Linked DNA regions of Mus musculus: region 2 is linked to region 1. Evidence: chromatin contacts called from public HiCAR-type data. All regions are on one chromosome and are shown on one strand. The core of a region is the stretch at or near the end of the contact, and the rest is flanking DNA. Distances in the headings are between cores, read along the strand shown.

The links. HiCAR-type assays count read pairs that join an accessible place to other places.
Region 2: a HiCAR-type map of fibro-adipogenic progenitors shows a contact between it and region 1, with 6 times the contacts expected there. The contact joins two enhancer-like sites. A contact is called at or near these places in 1 of 484 Hi-C or Micro-C datasets (embryonic stem cells) and 2 of 115 datasets of contacts at active chromatin or transcription factors (embryonic stem cells and fibro-adipogenic progenitors).

The regions. Positions count from the first base shown.
Region 1 is chr19:58,014,973-58,018,827 of GRCm38.p6, reverse strand. The region is part of intron 27 of Atrnl1 (attractin like 1); the gene reads right to left. Gm32980 (a long non-coding RNA gene) reads left to right here. Exons shown (of 6, transcript XR_003952872.1): 6 at 1-3,855. Among named protein-coding and RNA genes, the nearest start is that of Gm32980, 27 kb to the left of the region's middle. Within about 2 kb of position 1,612, at least 59 of the 459 cell types and tissues checked have an H3K27ac peak or open chromatin away from gene starts, as enhancers often do. A contact at or near this core is called in fibro-adipogenic progenitors, where this site is marked.
Region 2 is chr19:58,530,762-58,534,826 of GRCm38.p6, reverse strand. All of the region lies in intron 5 of Ccdc172 (coiled-coil domain containing 172), which reads right to left. Among named protein-coding and RNA genes, the nearest start is that of Ccdc172, 21 kb to the right of the region's middle. Within about 2 kb of position 1,591, at least 14 of the 459 cell types and tissues checked have an H3K27ac peak or open chromatin away from gene starts, as enhancers often do. A contact at or near this core is called in fibro-adipogenic progenitors, where this site is marked.

The DNA.
Region 1 (3,855 bases), core at 363-2,862:
CTGCTGCTCAGCTGCAAACCCTCAGTGCTCTGCTTCCTAGATTATTTTTAAACTTTAAAAAAGAAAGTCTACAAGAAATCTCCTGAAGAAATCACAAAATGGAAAGCAAAATAAACTTGATCACAACAAAAACCAAACAAATCTAACTACAAAATCTTGGTCATCTAACATAGATGACTTTCCTAAAGTCATCTTTACCCATCCTGCTGTTTAATTTTTTCTTAGCTTTATTCCCATTGCCGGTCTCTGCTCGCAATCTGTTCCATCCCCACTTTGAAACCTCTGATGCCCTCAGCTCTGGAGTGGCACAGCCCCCCAGGCTCTTTGAATAGGGAAACTTACGATGATAAAGGAATATATGTCATGTCATTTCTTGCATCCCCCTTTAAATGCTATGTGACACACCACTTTCATTTACGAAATACTTGTAAATAGTCACTCAGGGGTCCTTATGTGATATCTGTGTGGATAAGAAAAGTGCAGTGAGGAGGACTATGAAATAATGCTCACATGGAACAGTGCGGCTTTGATACCAGAAAAGCAGCATTGTACATACGCATGCATCGAAGTCTCTAGTTACAGCAGGAATTTGGAGAGGGCTAACAATATATTGCTTTTTTTTTTTTTTTTTTTTACAAAAGAAATTTACTGATGCTCTTGTGAATCTTGGAAAACAGATGCATGACTCATGGGCTGACACACTTGTGTGTGTCTCACTACCCACAGGGGCTACATGGAGTCAGGGTGGTGGTGGTGGTGGGGTTGCTGCTGTTCATACACTCGTGTGAAGGTTGGACTCACAGACAATCCCCCAAACTGCTCAAATAGTAATAAAATGTAGTGAGATGAATGTAATGATGGATTTGAGATTAAGAATACTCAACTATGAAAAATTTAAAAGAAACATCAAGATATTAGAAAGCCAGCACAACAGAAATAGGTAGAGAGCTGGTGGCAGCCCATGTGGTGGGTGAGAAGCATGGGCCATGTGTAGCCATGGGTGTAGTCAAACCTTCCACTGGAATTGAAATGTCCTTTTGAGTGAAACATTGACAGGCTGGGAAAAATCTCCACCTTATATTCCTGATTTCCACTCTCCACAGCGCATTTCCACAGAGCCTTAACAGCTGTGTGCAGGCCTGTTCCAGCCTGGCTCCCTGCGTCTCCATAAGTTGGGCCTTTGTCCGTGTTTCTGTCCCACCTGTTGTGCTGCTGCAGTTCCCACTAGCTGACTTCTGGGTGCTGAGCAAGAACCATTTCTGGGATCCTCTACTCAGAGGCAGCCCTCCTGCTTCCACAGTCTTCAGCCATGATTTACTTGTGATGACTGCTTTAGCCTCAGTAAAGGTTCTTCTCTGATGGCCTGCATGCTCACCGAATGGAATTTTCCTCGTGTCAGGATTTGACAACTGTCTCTGTTCTTATGTCATCTCCCATCTATGCCAACAAGTGGTACACGGAAGCCCTCATGCTGACAAGGGGACTCTCATTCCTCCCTGATGTAATATGTATCCCAGGCGGCAGGCTGGTACAGCTGTTAGGATGTTGTTAGGATTCTTTTGTTCATAAGTGGAGTGAAACCCATACCACATTGCGCAATAGACTCCTGATGTGGTCATTCACTTGGATGATCATCAACGTTAACACCAACCAGTGCTCTGCCTCTGACCAAGGGCCTTCAGACTGATTCAATAAAATATAGGAAATATAATCCCGGAGACATCTCGAGGCCTGCCAGCATTCTCTGCTAAATTGGTATGTGTATCCCTGGATAACACACTAGCTGTAGTCATCAGTAATGCCTATTTAAGCTGTGAAACCTCAGAGCACAGGCCAGCGCTAGGATGCTTCTGTCTAGAACCAGTGAGCAGGGTGTGGCCTGTGCAGCTGTAGCCTCTGCTCTGATTATTTGGCTCTTGCCTCAGAAGTTTACCTTAGACTTTCTGTAGAAAATGAAGTGTAGGTCATGTTGTCAAATTTGCAGACTTTTTTTGGAGGTCCCCCAAAGGCTGGGACACTCTCCCAGGACTCTGACTTTGGCTATGACCTGTCATATGACACTGGAGAACAGCCAGGGTGCTTACCACATCCAGTGCTGCAGAGGAATCTGTGGGGAGGTTTGCATAGCTCCCTGCTGCTCTTTGAACACAGAGTCCCAATGTCTAACAACCCAAGAAATTCAGAGGCAAACTAATTTTATAAAGATGAGATAGCACATTGTTTGATGCCTTTCTGGAAGTACTCAAGGGATGGTCACACCACACCACACACACACACACACACACACACACACACACACACACAGAGGAACATTATTCAGTCCTAAAAATAGAATCAGATCTTCTCATTTGTGGCACACGCCAAAACAGAACTCCGAGGGAGCTATGGTAAGTGAAGTGAGCCAGAATGAATACCACATGTTCTCCTTCATATGAGGGTTAAAAAGTTGATCACTTTATTCTGCAATAACAAACCCCACTAATTACAGTAGAGTGAATTATCTGCATGGAGATGACATCTATTTAAACCCAACACTGAAATGGTGAAGGAGAACATGGATCTCATGTTCCAGTCGCTAACTAAATTCTGTCAGGGCTACATGGTAGCTTCCATGTTGGCAGGGTAAAGGTCTTAGGACCAGAGAGTCAACCGAACGAGTGACATCACGGTAAGGAAGGCAAGAGAGTCAAAAACGCTCTGCAACTCCGAGTGTGTGCAGTATTTAAGCTGGCTAAGGACAAGGGGAACCGAAGTGGTCTGGAAGGTTCTCTGCTGTCTGTAATAGACACTAGTGGATGGCATGGTGTGAGAGTTACCAGTGGTATAAACTACTACAGCCAAGACAAGTAAGACACAGAGAGGGAGGATCAGTCTCCTGCCAACTGGGACATGAGGAACATCAAGTGGCTTTAATAAACCACTCCCGGACACTGCAGCGTGAGAGCCATCAGACTGGGGGCAGCAAAGCTAAGTCAAGTGCAGTCACCTTGTGTTAACTACTTCAAATTGCTAGACTTTCCTGAAAACAGAAAGCAGACTAACATACGGTTGATAGAATAGGACATTAAAGCCTTCATGAAATGAGGGCACTTCACCGCATCCAGAAGCAAACAGGCTCCACCTGTCATCCAGATGAGTCCGGTTTAAGGAAGGTAACAGACAAGACACGGGGCAGATTGTGGCATCTCAGCCCAAACAAAAGCCCGATACCCTCCCACCCCCCAAATTTCAGCCTTAGGGTTTGGGCATTTATTCACAGAAACTGAGGTAAAGGACTGGCACATGGTCAAAGAAATTTTTTTAAAATCAAATAAATCTTGCACTTTAGCTTGGATTTAAAATTTGTTTCTAAACAAGCACTTAGAAGCCTTGGGCAGCAATAAGACGGAAGGCAATTTCCAGAGACTAATGGAGCAGCTACAGGGAGTGAGTGGAGATGGGGGCTGTGTAATGAACAGAGCGTTTTCTTTCAGAAGTAGTTATAAAATAGCCCCTCTCTGATGAAACTGCAGGCAAGGACATGCGGGAGTTTCGTTAGAGCCCAGATAAGCTCATGTTTGTGTTACCACAGATTCAGAGGGAGAAGACACATAGAGCGGAAACCAAAGCTAAAGTCTGAAGGACTGAAGGAAAGAGCCCGTCACAGGCCGTCATGGGTGTGTGCCCGGGAATCTAACTACTAAATAGGATAAACGGCAGCAGAGTTTGTGGACTAGTGAGCTTACTTAATGCCAAGTCTTAACTTGGTCCATGGAAAATCTTCATAGAATTTTTTCTTTTTGTCTCTTATGTTAGAAGGGATTTAATTTTTCTAGGTAAACATAAAAGGTAGAAAAATGAAGACTTTGATTAAAA
Region 2 (4,065 bases), core at 342-2,841, 520 kb before region 1:
TCATAATATTGACTGTCTTTAAAATTCAAGGTCATGGAGTTATATCTGTGTTCTGTTTTAGGTGTTCTGTGTCTCTGGCTCCCATGTTTAGGCCTTTGGTTCATCACGAGTGACTTTTTTGTGCAGAATCAGCAGATGCTCGATTCACCATTTTGCATGTGACTGCCCAGTGTTAACACTATAAGAAACTATTCTTTCCCACTGAAGTATGTGACCATTCTCATCACAAATCATCTGACTGTGGGTGACACTGTTTCTTGACTTTAATTACATCTAATTGATCTACATGACCATCTTTGACCAATACCACAGTATCTTTACTACATCTCATCTATGGAAGTTTATACCTGGGAGGTCTGGGTCTCTCCTCACCGATATCAGTACTGTGTGCTGGTTATTTTACAGTCATTTAGCTAATGTTGGTAACAGGTGTTGCTGATTCTTTCTCCTTCATCTGGCAGTGTGGCCATCTCAAAAGTATTGGGTTCCAATCTATAATCACAGACTCCACAAAAGTTTACTTTAGTTCTTGGATTCCCTTCAATGATGTTGTCTATACTTCTTATCATGTGTATCTTGAACTTCTATTTAATACATTCCTAAGTATTTTAGCTTTTGGATATCATTGTATTTTATTTTGTATTTATATTGTAATGGATTTTCTTTTACATTTTTAAATCATTATTTATTGTGTATGTGAGTGCTGGCCTGAATGTATGTGTATGCCTGCAGAGGTCAGAGGAGGTTATCTGATCCCCTGAATCTGGAGTTACAGATGAATCCTCTGTGAGAGAACATGTATTTTAAAGTCCTGATCCCCCATGATTGCATCTTGCATGTTGTTTCACCCCACAATTCTGTTGGGCTTGCTGGCCCCAGGAGCTTTTATTTTTTGGCTTCCTTGGGATTTTATAGGGGAGAGGTCAGACTGTCAGCTGGGACACACACCTAAGAGAAACAGTTCTATGGAGCTTATTCTGGCTCTCAAGTCTCAGAGGGGACAGAATACTGAGGTGTGGGTGTGAGGTAGAGCAGAGCTTCCTCATGGAAGCCAGAAGTAGACATACAGTAGTAGATGGGGACAAGCACCCTTTAAAGCACTCCCCACGTGGCCCAGGCAACCCGGAGTTCATGATCCAATCATCTCTTATCAGCAGCTGGGGACCAGGCCATCAACACACTTCACACTTGAACCATAACACAAGCCCATTTCTTCACATATGAAGTCTTTTACTTCTTCCTTTTTCATACAAGTACCCTCCAGCTGCTTTCTTCCTGGACTTCTAGCTACAATCTCCAGCACTGTGCTGTGTGAACCTGGCTAGTGTAGACACACTTACTTTGCTCTTAGGCAGGCAACTTTTCCTTCTTCTACCATCAAGCCTAATATGAGCTTTGAGTTTTCCTCAAATTCCCTTTAAGCTGAGGAAATTCCCTTCTAGTTTCAGCTGACTAGATGTTTTATCAGAACCTGGCACTAGATCTTGCCAATTAGTTTCCTATGTTTATTTTTTATACCGCCCATTTAGCATTCCAGGATAGTCATGTCCCTGAATATTCTTACACTCACTGGGGCAGGTTTCATTTTCCATTCTAATTGCATCATCTCTGTCATTTCTGTTTACACTTTGGCTAAGCCACTTGTTTCACTGCCCTAAGTAATAATCCGTCACTTGATAATATGTTTAGGAGCTTTCTTACTGCATGTTAGACATTATATTACCAATACTGTTGAACACGTGAGCTTTGCTTTCTTCTAAGGTTTGCTGGGGCTCATACTGATGGGTGGGTAAGTTGCTTTGAAGTCAGGTTTATAACATTTTTAAAGGGGGAGTCTAAGGGAACATCTAGTCATAGGCTATTTCTTAATGTCATTCTTTTCAGATAGATTTTACTTTTTATTGTGTAAAAGTGTATGCACACTATATATGAACCTGGTGCCTGCCATGGTCAAATAGCACACTGAATCTTGTAGAACTGGAGTTACACATGATTGTGAGGCACCGTGTAGGTACTGGAACTGTACAGAGTCCTCTTCAAGAGCAACAGGTGCTCTTGACCACTGAGCCATCTGACTGTTGTGATCATGAGTGGAAACTGTCCACACCACGTTCAATCATTCTTTCCCTGACCTTGCTTCTACACTACAATACAAACTCCTATCTTTAAATTTCGTTGCTTATTTCTGGCACAGAATTTGCACAGCATATGATAGGTTCACAAGAAAACATGTGGAACTTAATTCAACGGATCGCAGTTGCCTTTAACTATTTGTTTCTAGCCAGGACAGCTGGCAGAGGTTAAGAACAGTTGTTCTTGCAGAGGACCTAGGTTGGGTTCCCTGTGTCCACATGCAGCTCAGTACTAGGGGTCCGACTCCACTTCTGCCCTCTTCAGGCTCCTGCGTGCCTATGATGCAGACACTTAGGCATCAACACACAAAATTAACTATACTTTTAAAATATTTTTTTCTGTTCATTAATTAAACAAAATGTCTATGAAAAGAAGAGCTGTCTCCTACTTCTTTCATCAATGAAAGAGTGGAGCAAAGGGCTCACTGATGCGCTCAGGACACACATGGGCCTTCTGATACCACGGTGCCTCAGCATGGTGGTCAGCATGATCCAATATGCTTCCACAGTCAGCCTTATGACACTGAGTAAAGAATAACGGAGACATTGTGGATTTAAATATCCCTGAGACACAGAATATGCTGTTTTCAGTCCTGTCTCTCTATCTAGGCTAAATAATCTGAAGATTTATCTGTCTGTCTGTCTGCCTATCTACTTTATTTGCCAGTATCTATCTATCTATCTATCTATCTATCTATCTATCTATCTATCTATCTATCTATCTGCCAGTAAAAAATTAGGTGTGAGGAAATACAAAGTTCACAAAAAGAAGATCTGGTCTACTGCAGGGGATCTTGGGAGGCTAAACCCAGTTTCTCCTTGATGGGTGAGTATTTTAATGGTCTTTGGGGGGGTGTCTTCCTTCCCCCATTTAGGTTTGGTCAGTTTGAAAACAGATGGGGGTTGGGGGAACCCTACTGACAGGAGAAAAAGCCTGCCCAGCTCTGGACTCAGGTCAGAAGAGGGAGGAAAAAAATCTGCTCGTTCTGACAGCTCACCATCTTTCTATCTAGACATGGCCCCTCTTCCTTGAAAACTGATTGTTTAAGCACACAAAAAAAAAAACAATGGACAACCTCCCAACAACACTCACAGAACTGAGGAATTAAACCCTGTGTTTTAAGGTAAGCTCTCCTCTCCATTTTCCTACTGCCTCATTTTTATTTTACATTTTAATTTACAGACTTACTGAGCTACAACTGATTAGAGTAATTGCTTTCATTTTCTTCCTAGTCATCTATCGATAACTCTGATGCTTTTTGTTTTCCTGGTTTGGTGTGTTTGATTGATTGATTTCTAAACAGGGTCTCACTGGCTAGTCTGAAACTTCCTGTGCAGAGCTCGCTGATCTCAAACTCAAACTCACAAAGTTCTTTCTGCCTGCAGAGCTCAGCCTACTGAATACTGGAATTAATTGTGTACCACCAAGCCAGACTAATAACTAGGTTTTTATGGTTATAATTATTAAACCAAACTCAGATAAGCAAATTCACTCTCATCTTTTAACAGTTTACTATATATTCACTGCAAATCATTAATAGACTAACAATGAATTGATTATTAATCAGTGTCAAATTATAGTATGTATCTTATTTCCTATCCAGAAAAAAAACTGATTTATGACTTGAGAGAAGTGAACACAGAAAATACTCTAAGCAAAAGTTATGACAAACATGAAATGGTTAAGCCATCAATTTGTAAATTACCAAAAGTTTATAGCAGATAAACTTGATGTTTCACAAGTTTTATATATATATATATACACACACATGCATATATATACATATGTGTGTGTGTATATATATGTGTGTATGTATATGTGTGTATATACATATACATATGAAACCAGTTATTCCACATTCCTAATTACTCAGGTGCCAAATGCTGGCCTCTACCCCGTGGATCTTCACAAGAGAACCAGATGCTGTGCACT